Linked DNA regions of Drosophila melanogaster: all the other regions are linked to region 1. A link is a contact called in public targeted proximity ligation data. All regions are on one chromosome and are shown on one strand. The core of a region is the stretch at or near the end of the contact, and the rest is flanking DNA. Distances in the headings are between cores, read along the strand shown. Region 1 holds the start of LanA (Laminin A). Region 2 holds the start of CG8519. Region 3 holds the start of sfl (sulfateless).

What was found.
Region 2: a targeted proximity ligation map of the Kc167 cell line shows a contact between it and region 1, with 4 times the contacts expected there. A contact is called at or near these places in 1 of 107 Hi-C or Micro-C datasets (the Kc167 cell line) and 1 of 7 datasets of targeted methods (the Kc167 cell line).
Region 3: a targeted proximity ligation map of the Kc167 cell line shows a contact between it and region 1, with 8 times the contacts expected there. A contact is called at or near these places in 12 of 107 Hi-C or Micro-C datasets (the Kc167 cell line, the OSC cell line, the S2 cell line and 3 more) and 6 of 7 datasets of targeted methods (the Kc167 cell line and the S2 cell line).

What each region holds. Positions count from the first base shown.
Region 1 is chr3L:6,216,022-6,220,544 of dm6, reverse strand. LanA (Laminin A) reads left to right here and starts at 2,523. Exons shown (of 15, transcript NM_057269.3): 1 at 2,523-2,951; 2 at 3,296-3,442. The coding sequence starts at 2,730.
Region 2 is chr3L:6,702,680-6,707,202 of dm6, reverse strand. CG8519 reads right to left here and starts at 2,343. Exons shown (of 3, transcript NM_139797.4): 1 at 1,633-2,343. The coding sequence starts at 1,720. It overlaps SP1173 (SP1173,), which reads left to right and starts at 3,682. Exons shown (of 6, transcript NM_168178.2): 1 at 3,682-4,340.
Region 3 is chr3L:6,493,569-6,498,091 of dm6, reverse strand. sfl (sulfateless) reads right to left here and starts at 2,412. Exons shown (of 7, transcript NM_079222.5): 1 at 1,611-2,412. Vps8 (Vacuolar protein sorting 8) reads left to right here and starts at 2,795. Exons shown (of 4, transcript NM_139791.3): 1 at 2,795-3,003; 2 at 3,071-4,378; 3 at 4,438-4,523. The coding sequence starts at 2,902.

The DNA.
Region 1 (4,523 bases), core at 1,274-3,773:
GAAATCATTTGGTGAGCGGCAGCTGCTCCGTTGACGTCGACGTGGGCAGAGGCGGCACAGTGGAGCAAATTGGTTGGCGAAAAGGTCGTGCCACTTAGAGGCGTTGAGGTTTTAATGGGCTAATTAGCACATAAAGTCAAATTGAAATATGAATGGCCGTGTAATCGCAAAATGTGCAAATGTGGACTTGCCTCACTGTGCAAGTCAGTAATTTCACTTCGTATTTGGCCAAAATGCAGATATCTTTTATCACATATCACATCACCACTGTGCAGAAAAAGTTTTTTGCTGGTGTTGCAATAGCTATTTATTCTTTTTTAAGTGCTTATTTACACACATTATATTTTTAGCAAGTGAGTGTCAATTAAGCATGCAACGTTTTTGTTAATTATCTTTCTCCATTATTTTTTGTACCGTGCAAGCATTTTTTGTCACTCTGGAGTCGGTGAATTTTAATGAGTTTATTGTAAAATTATTTGCAACTCTTACCTGATTTTCAGATTAATAATATAATTATTTACATGTGAAAAAATTACATTTATTTTTATTTCAAAAAAATAATCGCTTTGAATACTTTGTATATAAATGGAAAACTTTTCGGAATCTGATACTTTATGGCCCACTGTGCAGCTGCTGTGTGGGCTAAGCCAAATCGAGAACTTCTTGTTAATGTTGCAATCGTCGAATTTTTTCCTGAGTTTTTTTTACAAGCACATATTTCCATTAATTTTTTCGGCAATGTTCATTTGCGTGTATTGCATAAGGCAAAGGCGCAGAACCGCGCGATGCGAATTACGTCATCAGAACTCGTTTACATACAGCCATGAGAAGCTGAGAAGCTTAAGCTGCTGCGCAGGCGCAGCAATTGAGGCCAAAAATAAAAAGAACTGGCCGTTCTGACACTCGACACAGTCTTTATCAATGCATTTACTTATGTCATTGCAAACGGCGGAAAACGAGTTTGGCTACAACCAATACAGTTACCAAAAAAAAATACAAAACGCGAAATCCGAATTGCCCCAACACTTTGGTCATGAATTTTGCACAATATTTAGCTGTGATTGTGATTTTCAATAGTTGCTGCTGCTAGCTAGTCTCTGTATTTGGCTCTTTTAATCGGTATAGCAATAAACTTCAAGATTTTGTCGATCGTGGGCTAAAATTGAGGTGCGCAATTTTCGATTCTTTGGTCAGGCCTGAGTGAGTTTTGTAGCAGTTATTTTGCTTTAACAACAATTACTTCAGTAAGCTATTACACTTCTGGGTAAACGAAAGGTGGCAATAGCTTAATGGAAAATCATTTAAATAAGTTTGATTTTAAATGCTACACGAATGGCTAAGCACATATAAATTAAATTACGTTAAAGGCTGCAATAAAAACTTAATAAAAATGTTCGGTGTCTAATAGCAGTACTTTTAAGCTATCGCTTGTGTTGTAATATCAATGCTTAATTCTTTCACAAGCTCTATCCATATTATCAATTTAAGAACCCTTAAAAGTAAGAAATTATCCCAGCTTAACGCTATGAATTTATCAAGCTGTGGCTGGAGTATTGTTGAGATTATTTCAAGCGTTCAAGCTTAAAGTAGTACATTTCAATAGAAGATAGAGTATACATTTTCTTAGTGCTAAAGTCAATCTTCATAAGCGGAAGGCGTTTCACCCATTCCACAACGTTCCCCGATGACAACGAACCGGTTTTCCGTTTTGTTTTGTTCCGATTCCGCCCGGCCGGCGAATGAGAAAAAAAACAAATAGCTGGAAAAGATTTTGTAAACATACGTTCAGAGCAAAACAAAATCGGATAAGCGGACATTCTCTCAGTTAAATTAAAGTGCCAAAGAGAAGAGCACCCGATCGACTGCCGATCGAGCGACTACGAACACCAAAACTTTTGGGGCCTCGGGAAAACTTCTCGCTGCAGTTTAATCAGTTGCTCACCAACTGCGAGACCAGTTAGATGTGCTGCGATGTAATGAGGAAAGAATATTTATCAAGGAACACACATGAAATTTGAATTTTTCGTCAAATTTTTTGGGCATTCTCAAAAGACAATTATCATTATAACTTATAAACACATTTCATGTGAGATGATAGTAAAAGCACCAAACTGCATTGAAATGATGTTACAATCTTGGTCTTAAGTAACTTTGGTTACAGGTGATAGAACTAAGTTAACAATCCTAGCAACTAACGTTCGTATTATCCTAGGTTATGATGAACCCAAGAAGAATGCTGATATAATGAACAAATTAAATACAATTACATATATTTTAAATGATTATATAACCTCATAAGTCAAATGGCGATAATCCGTATCTTTTATTCCGGCTTCAGAATTTTCTGAAATAAGACGGATAAGAGGATGTGAATACATTATAGGGTCGGAAAGACTATCGTTCTCTCAGCTGTATAGAATGCCGAAGACGAGAAAAGCCGAAGGCATACGAAAAGAGCCGATCGGACGACTATCAAAATCAAATTTTTCGGGGTCTCGAGGAAAACTTCTCGCTGCGGTGCCATCAGTTGCTCGAGAAGAGCCATCCAGTGCGGTTGGATGAGCTCCACCAAAGGAATACGAAAAGAACAGTGAAAAAAGTGAAATACAGCAGATAAGAAAGTGAAATACATACATAAGTGAACCGGGAAAGAAAGAGATAGAACCGGAAGTGGTCCGTGGAGAAAGGACTGTCGTTATCGCAGCGCGGGTGCTTGAACTCTCGGCACAATGGGGCACGGAGTGGCCTCCATTGGGGCTCTGCTAGTAATCCTGGCCATCTCCTATTGCCAGGCGGAGCTAACGCCACCATATTTCAATCTGGCCACGGGCAGGAAGATTTATGCCACAGCTACGTGTGGCCAGGATACGGATGGACCAGAGCTCTACTGCAAACTAGTGGGAGCCAATACGGAACACGATCATATCGACTATTCAGTTATCCAGGGACAGGTAACTATAATCGACATCCAGCAACGCCCAAAAATCTTTTCAGTATACACACATGATGAGATAATCTTTAACTTTACACTGAAAAAAAGTTAATGTTTAATTTCAAAATAAAGCTGAATCAGGAGAGATAACAAATTACAATCGATTATATTGGTTATCCAACTTAATTAAGAATTTCTTCAAACTATTATTTAGTTAAAAATCAAAACTTTATATTTCAAGTGTGCACTGCATTTAGACGTCCCCCACATGTGTTGAACATTCGAATTGGGCTCTAAAAATACTCTGGACTGAATTTGGATTCCATTTTCTTTTTCTAACATGTGTTTTCTGCGTTTTTGTAGGTCTGCGATTACTGCGATCCCACGGTGCCGGAGAGGAATCATCCGCCAGAGAACGCGATCGATGGCACCGAGGCCTGGTGGCAGAGTCCTCCGTTGTCCAGGGGCATGAAATTCAATGAAGTCAATTTGACCATCAACTTCGAACAGGTAAGCAGCAGAGAACATAAAAGATACCAAAGGTATCCGCCTAAGAAACGCATAGAGACGGGGAGACGGTGGATGGATGCAACTCGTTTTCGGGTTCGACCGATGGGATCGGATCGTAAAATTTGAAAACAATTTTAATGGGTTTTCATTTCGTCGACGTCGACACAGCAAAAACTGAACGAAAAAAATGTTGCTGAGCTCGAGTATTTGTTGTTGGCAAAGGGGAAGGCTTTGGAGTTGTGGGTTATCAGTATGTCAGCAGTCCCTACATACAATATACACAGAGATATGTACGAACATACATACACACACTTTTGAATGGGAGTTCTCGGTTTACAGGCTGCTTAGAAACCGACTCGGAGCATTGACTTTTTCGAGCGGTTCATTCGGAATGGTTTTTTTTAGCGATAAAGGCATTATGTTTCTTAAGGCACACCAGCATGCGACAAATATGAATTGAGAGCAGCCTGATAATGGGCCCGAGTCGCAAGAAACTACAGTCTTATCATCAGATTGTTTCTCAGTTTGTTCTATAAAAAGTTGTGCCTCGGACTCGCCTACGTTCTTATCTCACTTGCAACGGAAGCGAGTAATCCACGAGGTCGGGAATTTAATTTTGAGAATAATTGCGCTAAGATTTCAACAGCTCAGCATGATCTCATTCGTGTTAATTCCTTAGTTGCACTTTTCCTAATTCACAAAATGCAACTGAATATGAGACATTGGTTTATATATAGACTGCGAAACACCAGGAATGCTGGCAACTCGAATGCTAAATTTGTGAGATACATATTTGCAGAATTATGTACATCGACGTTTTTTTGCTTCAAAATCATGAACTTCCACATGGGTGAAACTAATGAAAACACAGAAAAGTAAACAAATCTCTGAAACCAAACATGTGCGCCTGTGTACAAAGATATTAACGCATGGCTGTATCTTTGTATATGTGTGGACCTTCGTATCTCTCAGTTCGCTTTCAATTGAAGCCAAATTAAAAAGCAAACATAACCCAAGACAATATAAATAAACGATGAAAAAGTGGCCGGTTCTACTGCAGAACATTTGGAGTTAATTTCCC
Region 2 (4,523 bases), core at 1,094-3,593, 490 kb before region 1:
GGTCGCTGATGGTGGCGGAGTGACAATAAAATATGTGGCAATAAATTTATTAAACATATATGCATTTGCCATTATAAGTTGCTTTTGGGATAGGAATTCTATTTGCTTTAGGGTGTTTTGTTTTTGTGCGCCAAAAGAGTGTATGAATTTTTAGCATTTAGCTAGATTTAAGTTTTAGGGTTTATCTTAAAATATTTTTCGAACAACCCTACTAGCATTGTAATTATTATTAATTTTGCTATGTGACTACTTCAATGAAATATTTTACATTCCACTGACTCTGTTACTTCATTCTCGCCATAAAAAGAGAAGGCGTTGCTTATTCTCTGTCACAAAAGCCACACCCAGTCGTATACTCCCGGCCATTCCATTTATTTTCCTTTTTTATTTTCATTCACATTATATTTATTAGTGGCACATATTTTCTAGTCATATTTCATCTGGCTCCACTGTCTACGATCTTCGGCCGGTCCCGGCAGTTTTTCTCTTCTATTTACACCCAAAATTAGTTGTGACCGGGACATATTGTGCGCAGGTGTAAGCCAAAGTTGACATCTCATGACTGGGACCTCAGACAATTTCAGGATGCCTACATTGCTTTTAAATTCACACTAAACTTAATTCGTTCAATGGTAAAATTTGGGGTTACTTTTCAAAAAGGAAAAGGTCAAGTAAAGCTGTAGCTTTATTTCTTAAAACTTTTGGGGTAGAAGGAAAGTATTTTCAGCTTACACTGATCAAGAAATAATATAAAACTGGGGTAATATGTGAAACTGGGAACATATATAACGCAGGGGTGAACTAAAGTTGACAGTGGCGGGAATAAATTTCCCGGCCAAAGCCATCATCATCATTAGTATCAGCCCATGGATGGGGGTTCCCAACAAAGTGTTACAAATTAAATATATTTCGGGGATGCCCGGCATACGTGATGGCTGACAGGGAACATCAATTTATGCTAAGTCGTTCGCATCGAAGAAATATGCAACGTCTCAGCTGACAATGATCTGTGATCTCGTGAGCAGCTAACTATATATAGGAGCTGAACCCTTGCACTCAAAGAAATATATTAAAAAAGTTATATAAAAGTTTTTGAACTACCAACAAATATTTTAAACGATGTGATATGGATAGTTAGTTTATTGCTTTAAGTTGTGTGTTTGTCTATTTAAGATTGATTAAATGTACTTCCACTAATATTTTTTTCAGTGCAGTATGCGATGTGCTCATGGTTCGTCGTAAATTAGAGCATGGCCTGGTCTTTTGGTCAGAGCCGCTTGTCAAATCAAACGGTGGAAAGCGATTAAGGCGGCAGGCAATGCCAAAGTGCCAGCAGCCGCCACACTCACACATAGACACGAAGAGGCACAGATACTCCCCGTTGCAAGAGTGTGTTGGTATGTGTATTGGGGGGATATCTGCAATCGTATATGTATGCTGCCACTTTATAAACAAAACAAACAAAAGTCTAAATATACACGAATCGGCGATTGCTCAACTAATTTGCTGTTGTTGCTCGGCATCCATGCTACAATGCTACCCAAGTATCTATTGGATACGTCTGCTATTGCTCGGATTGTTTTCGAGTTGTTATTGCGGAGGCACTTGGCATCGTGGTATTTCGAATCTTACCGCTTTTGCCAACACTGGGCGCTCCGATCACGGCGATTTTCAACTCCGTCAATGTGGACTTCTTGCACCGAATTCCACGCGTGGTCATCTTATCGCAATCCCTGAGTTCTCCAAGCTCCTTGATTTAGTTAGATCGATTTTTTTTTGTAACTTAAATTTTTGTTTTCACGGCAGGTGTATATCCGTTGGCGTGGGTTTTCTCCGTTTCAATTATCCGATTGTTATTGTTGTTTCATTTCAATGTCAAAACAAGCGCAAAAAATGCGTTTAAAATTACAGCCACACACCGAATTTCGCATCCGTGAGATACGTTCATTTGTTTTATTTTTTGTTTTGGGTGAAATTTGGAAAATTAATGAGTTTTCTGCTGCCGCTTGCTGCAGGTTATATTCGAAAGATTTTTTCGGATTTTTGTCTTATGCTATTGGTCATTATTATTGTGGATACTGATACAAAAATCGCGCACTGCACTTTCGACGCGCACCGAAAACTCATTTATTTATTTATTTAAACCATCAATTTTGCGTATATCTCAGTCCGCCACGATTCGATCTGATTTGGAGTATGTCTTTTTCACCTTTTCTTTTTCTCTCTGACTGATCTCTGCTTATTTTCTTTTTTTTTGTTTTTTTTTTTGGTTGGGATTGTATCTCTTGGATTTCAGCCCGCCCGCATCCGTGCGATTTGCGCGGCCAACTGATTTCTACTGAAAAGAAAGAGCGGCGGAATCTGTGCTACGCCGGAGTGTAAGTGTAGATCGGGGATCTTCCGATCGACCCGATGTCTATAGCTTTTCGCGAGTGTGCGAGCGAGCAACAACCAAAAATAGACAGTACGAGGAGCGGAGCGGAGCAATTCCAATCCCCCATCCCGATCCCCAATTCCCAGACACGCGCCCTGCAAAGGGTTAAAGTTAAAAGTTGCTCACTCGGCCAATAGGCTAATCGGTGGCATCGAAAATAGCCCCATCGATGTGCCACATCCGATCGCTATATCTGCGGCCATTTAGGATCGTTTCGAGGGAGCCAACCGCCATCATCATCATCGTTCTTGTGGGCCAAGACAAATGCAACTGCGAGTGGCTGACGGCAAATGTCGCCTTAAATTAAATTTAATTGACACTCTGGGGCTGAGCGAAGCAGCTGTGGGTTGACAACTGTTTCTGGATGTGTGGTTATCCTACTTCTATTATCGAAAAGCCCCTTAGATTGCAGCTGTTATGACGGGCAGTTAAAGTTTGTTTGGTTATTCAAAGTAATTGCACCTGGCGTAGGAATTAATTATTAAGCGTTTGGGGGAGGTTAGTTCAGACAAGTAAGGATTATGAATATACAGGTACATATTATATTTTTCAACTTCTACCAATGTATATTTCAATATTGAAGTAGAACATAAAATATTATTAATTTTAAATAAATACTGATTAAATAAGAAAGTACGCAGTTCTGAGCAAAACCCTAGTTCTCAACAAAGGTTCCTTTTGGGGAAAATATAAGTATCAAATAACTAGTCAGACAGTAAAAGTCAATTAAAATCTACCAAATGCAAACATAAACATAATATTATTATTTACTTAGCGTTTCCGCCTCATGTTGACAACGAATTAAGGACCTTTTAGTTATGCATATTAGGTCAATATTTTCTAGTTCATTAAGGAAATGGTCTGTAGCCATGTCCCATATGCATATCAGCCAGACTAAAACACCCTCAGCAACAATGCACGTGTGTCTATCCGCATTGTGCCGCCGAGGATTTCCCATTGCGGGGGTGTTTCCGTGCGAATGTGAGCAGCCCTAAGGGTTGAAAATTCCAGACGCCCGAAAAAAGCGGAAGGCATTTCGTTAGACGGGAAAATCTTGGCAAGAGCCAAATAGAAATCGTAACACAAATATAGGGGTAATCATTGGCGCCGACCGCTAAAAAGTATGCAACACTATTTTTTCAGCGACTCTTAAGCCACAGTCGCGTCCCAGCACATTGGGAAATTGGGAAGGGTAGCCGAAACAGCTGGCTGTGAATGCTTTCCGGTTTTTTGCCGCTGTTGCCCGTTTAGTTTTCTTTCGAACGGCGAGGCGTTTGGACGCGCACGCGGATTACCAGTTGGGAAAATATATCGAAACCGTGCCTCGAAACTCACCCACGCCGGGAGCTTCTTTGACTTCTGGCAGCTGCCGCCAAAATAAAAAAAATACATATCGAATAAAAACAAAGTAGTTTTTATTCGAGGCATCCGCGCGACGCGCACTTTTCGGTGTGTTTTCATTTATTAGCTACTTATACATAACATAATAGTGTGTTTCCTTCTGCTTCTTTGGCTTATTCGAAAAACTTATTTTCGTAGTCTCGACTCGTTTTTAGAAATCGCTGCGCGTTTAGCTTGGCAGTGTCGCCTGTTATTCTTGTGCCAGCCAGTGTTGAATTTGAAATATTTTCATTTAATTTGAAAATAAGAAGAAAGAAAGCGAAATAAAAATACAATCAAATACGATTTCGTATATTCCCTGACGACAAGTGCTCGTGGTGTTACTCTACTTGTGCGATTGACAGTGTGTGCTTTTGGTTAATGGAGAATACATAAATAGCAAATAATGTACCCATAACAAACAAGAAGCTACGAATTGGCCATTGACTGAATAATTAGCCTAAGCAATTGCCAGAAGAACGGAAACATTAATGAGCGATTTTCGGCTAACGTTTATGGCAGACAGGCAAATACGAATTATTATATATTCATATACTAACAAATAAAAGTGAATTTGCATGTAAATTATTTACTTAAATTGGAAAAGGGGATTTTGGACGGAAAACGTTACAGGAAGTTTTATACTTTTTTTAACATATTAAAATTTATAAATATTTTTTTATTTCGTTTTGAGATTTCACATTTTTTG
Region 3 (4,523 bases), core at 1,163-3,662, 280 kb before region 1:
ATTTGTTTTGAGCGCCGTGCTCTCGAATATTTTTTTTATTCGCTGCTTCCTCCGATTTCTTTTTGGGAAAAATCCGAACGTGTTGAAGCGTTAAATTTCCATGTGGGCGGCCGGCCGGCCGTCCAGAGAATGGCCAAGACAAAAAAAAAAAAAAAAAACGAAGAAAGAAATAGGTGGACCGAGAAGCAAACAAGTTGCAAAGCTGGAAAAGGAGTCGACGTGGGTGCCGGGGCCAAGATAAAATGTTGACCAATAAATTTTGTGACCATGAACGACAAACACACAGAGCGAGCGGAAAATAAAAGGCCAGAACCTGAAACCTAAGGGGGAAAAAGGAACAAAAAGCGCATGGTCAACAATAATAAACACAAACGATTAGGGGCAAGAGAAGGCCCCACAAATATGGTATGCTCTCTCGAGAAATCTTATTTGGTTCAAGAACCCATTCGAAATTCCCATTAAATTTCAATTGATTCAAATACATGCCTGGTTTTTAATCCCGAAATCAAGTAAATAAATGGCTGTTCGTTCGTTAGTTTCGTAGTCTAATAATTTATGTATAATGATAAGGCATTATGACAAATGAGCTTATCGCCTTATTCCGGTCTATTTAATCTGAATGTATTCGATGGCACCTACAACAACTTTTAAATAACAACCTTAACGTTATACAGAAATTTATTTGTCTGCGTTTAAGTTCAATAAACGCACCAAAATGGCTAGAAAAGTATAGTGAATAATCTTATCTTATAAAACTCATCAAGGAACACTTAAAGTCAAATTAAAATTCTTAAGGGTAAACGATGTTTCATATAGTACAAAATAAAACAAATCTGCATTGCAAGTGTTATTGGATCCGAGATAAAGTATCTTAAATGACAATCATAAACAGAAATCTGCTGTGAGCCATAAATATGAATGCTTTTAAAAATATTACTAGGTTAAATGAATGAATAAATGAATATATTAAGCCGTTTTTCAATTCTCTTTCAGTATATCAGTTTACGGAAAATAAAAAACTGCTTTATTTTAAGAACAAATATAATGATTTTCGGGTTGAGATCCCTTTTACTGAAAGACCCGAGAAATATATTAACCTTTCCAAGGAACCCATTATAAATATTCGGTACCCTTTGAGCCAGAAATCCAGGTAACTCCTTCGTTATGGTTAGTGTATGACAAATGTGGAAAAACTAGCGCGACGGGCGATTGGCGACTAGCGCGACTGGCGGCGACCAGACCAACAAACAATGTCCAGCGATTTCCGATCGACAAGTTGGGGCCAAGAGCGTGATGAACGCGTCAAGAGGGGGTGCGAGGGAAGTCGGAATGGGAAGAGGAGGGAGCGAGAAAGAGGAGACGCAGCGTGTGCAAGAATGCTTTGCTCCGCGAGTGTCATTAACTCGTTTGCCTTATCTCGAAAAACGTAAACGAAGCTGCATGAGAGCTTTATTTACGTATGTAGGAATGTGTGCGTTTGGGAAAATTACCTGCGAAAGGTGCCGCCCTGCCGCCTAATTGATAAGTTTTGGTTTCATATTCGTCTATGTAAGTAATTAACTATGGTAATTTGGGAAATTGGGTATATTTGGAGCGCGGCGTCTTCTTACCTGTCGCACATCAATGACGCACGCTGCCGACGCCGACTTCAGCAGCGACGCTGGCAGAGGAGTTTACGTTAGCTCTCTTGCTATGTATCTCTCCCACTCGAACACAAACGTGTTGCGCTCACCAACACCAAGGCGAAATTGCACAGCTGAGCTGGTGAAAATACAGCGAATGCGGTGCACAAAACAGAGGACCGAAAACAATAACGTTATGTCAATTTGTTGCTGCCTGAGTTGTTCTCTGCCTGCTGCTCCCGTTTGTTGTTACTTTTTTTTGGCACGTGAATCGACAATCGCATTTTTCAAATTCTTGCACTCATTCGCTTTTGTGCATTTGTTTACGTCACTGGCTCATACACACACGCACGCACACCCGCACACATACGCGCGACTGAATGAAAGGCGCGTAAAGAAGAGAGTGGAAATGCCAGAAAGAGAGCGATTAATTTGGCAAAGCGCCGCACGCTCAAATAAACAAATATTTTATTTATATTTCGTGTCCCAATCACTGCGCCATTGTTTAGTACTATTCGTTAGTGTCTGCTAATGCCCATTTTGCACAAGTGTCTTATGCATGGCAACAAACAATACAATAATCGAAATTTCCACTCGCGTTTTGCTCTTGGCCCGCAATCACGGGCTGCTGCAACTGGCAGATAAGCGAATCCGATTAATAATCTAGTGCGCCGCGCATTGTTTTTGGTTACGCGATTATTCAAATGGCTCGGAACACACTTTATTGCATTTTAATTAATATCTGCTGGCCTCGCGAGCAGCAAAATCGTCCGCTGCACTGAACCGAACGCGATGAAAACAAAGATGAACTAGCGATGGAACAGATGGCGATGTGAGGTCCAACCTGCGATATTTCGATGTTTGCTAAGTCGAGTAGTCGATTGGTCCTCTCACTCGATAAGTTTTTAAATTTTCGATATTAAATTTTTAACTTTGTTGAACTTAACATTAAATTTTATACTCCCATTAAGTTGTAGACTGTTTCCAGTTATAAGCTTATTTCTAAATGAATAATTTAAAATTCCTGCTTCTTAAAGGAACAAAAACAAATATACGCCTTCCTCAGAATTTAAAATTTATCTTTACCTCTGTTATTTGTCCAATTAAATTAAGTTTTTATATAAAATCATCGATAACAGAAACCGATAAGCAACCGAAAGACATCTGTTATGCAAACGAGTGGGCAGTCCTTTGATGGGCGTAGAAACTCATTGATAAAAACAAAATCACTTAAAATTATTAGTTTGGGGGAGGGATCAGGATTGAAAGAACCGGGAGCATGTCGGAGCTTAAGGCCCCGTCGCTGCAATCTCTGCTGGAATCGGAGCGAGGATCCACAGACAGCCTACTGGCCGAATCCCTGCAGCTGGACTTCGAAGATGTGAGTTGGGATTACCCGAAAATGGAATGGCCTAGATAACACTTTATCTTGATTCATCCAATTATAGCTTGATGATGCCGAGTTTGCAATACCGCCCACCGATGTGCTGCCTACTTTGGAGGCGGTGCTCAGTGAATTTGAGGCGGATTCGGATGTGGCCTCCGAGTTTGGAATGCCGGTGCCCCATGCCACGCCCACGCCCTCGATTGGTGAGGATTCCACGATCAGAACAGACGGCAGAGGTGGTGGAGGATCCATAATGAGGTACACCCTCCTACACGGCATCTCGGCACAACTTTCCTCAGCGGCGGAACGTGTCAATGCCGGAGCAGCCAGTTCCTGTGCCGTGGCCGCATTCATAGCCATCGGAACATCGCATGGACACATTTTGAACTTCGATGTAACCCAAACCCTTAGGTGGGCCCATCAGGACAAGCATGGTCAGGGTGCGGTGGCCAGTTTGGCTTTCAATGCGGATTCAACGCGACTTTTGGCTGGTTTTTCTAGGGGATTGGTTGCCATGCTGGACACTCATACGGGTGATGTTCTCCGTGAGCTGTTCGACGTCATAACCCCAAACACCGGCGTACTGCATGTCAAGTGGACCTCGAGATCATCACTGGCCTTGTGTGCCGATGCCGGCGGATCGGTGTGGTCTCTTAGTTTCACCCGGAAGCTGGGCATCCGTGGCTGCCAATCGAGATGCCTCTTCTCCGGCGCTCGCGGAGAGGTCTGCGCCGTGGAACCTCTAATAATGGACTCCCAAGGACGCCATGAATTGGATCAGTACTGCATTGTGGCTCTGGCAACGTTATCCAAGTATTTTATCGTCACTGTCCGACCAAGATTAAGGGTCATCAAATACCACGTGCTTCAGGGACCTCCTGATTGCTTACCTCTCCTCGCCTGGCATTTAGTACTCATTCAAGCGGCAGATACTTCCCGCTCCGTGGACCCCGTGATTGTCGTGGGCCGCGGGAATCAATTATTCTTTCACCAACTGTTTGTCTCGAACGGACGAATAACGCTTTTATACCTTCGACATGTCCAGCTGCAGGGGAGTCTCCTCTCCGCTCACTGGCTGGGACCAAAGTGTGTTGCCTCATTGGACACGGCGGAAATACTTCATCTTGTGGATGTGCGATCCAGTAAGGAACTAGAATGTATGGATATGGCCAACGCAGGACTGGTCTACGGATCAGCGCAGTTTAAAGGACTAGCCACTGGCGGAAATGTGTCACCTGCCTTCGCTTTAGCCGGCTCAAATGCCTGTTATAACTCAGTGGTTTCAAGAGGAACCCAGTTGTACGTTTTAGGCGCCAGGTCCCTGCATATAATTGGAGTTAGAACTTGGTCAGAGAGAATAAGCTTCCTGGTAAGATCAAAACTGTGGATTTAAATGGAAAATCAAAGCCTCAACTTTATCGTTTCTAGGTAAAACACCATCGATGGCAGGAAGCCTGCCAACTGGCACTTGATGGCTACATTGCCTCTGTGGATCGCCCGAGGAAACGTGCTCA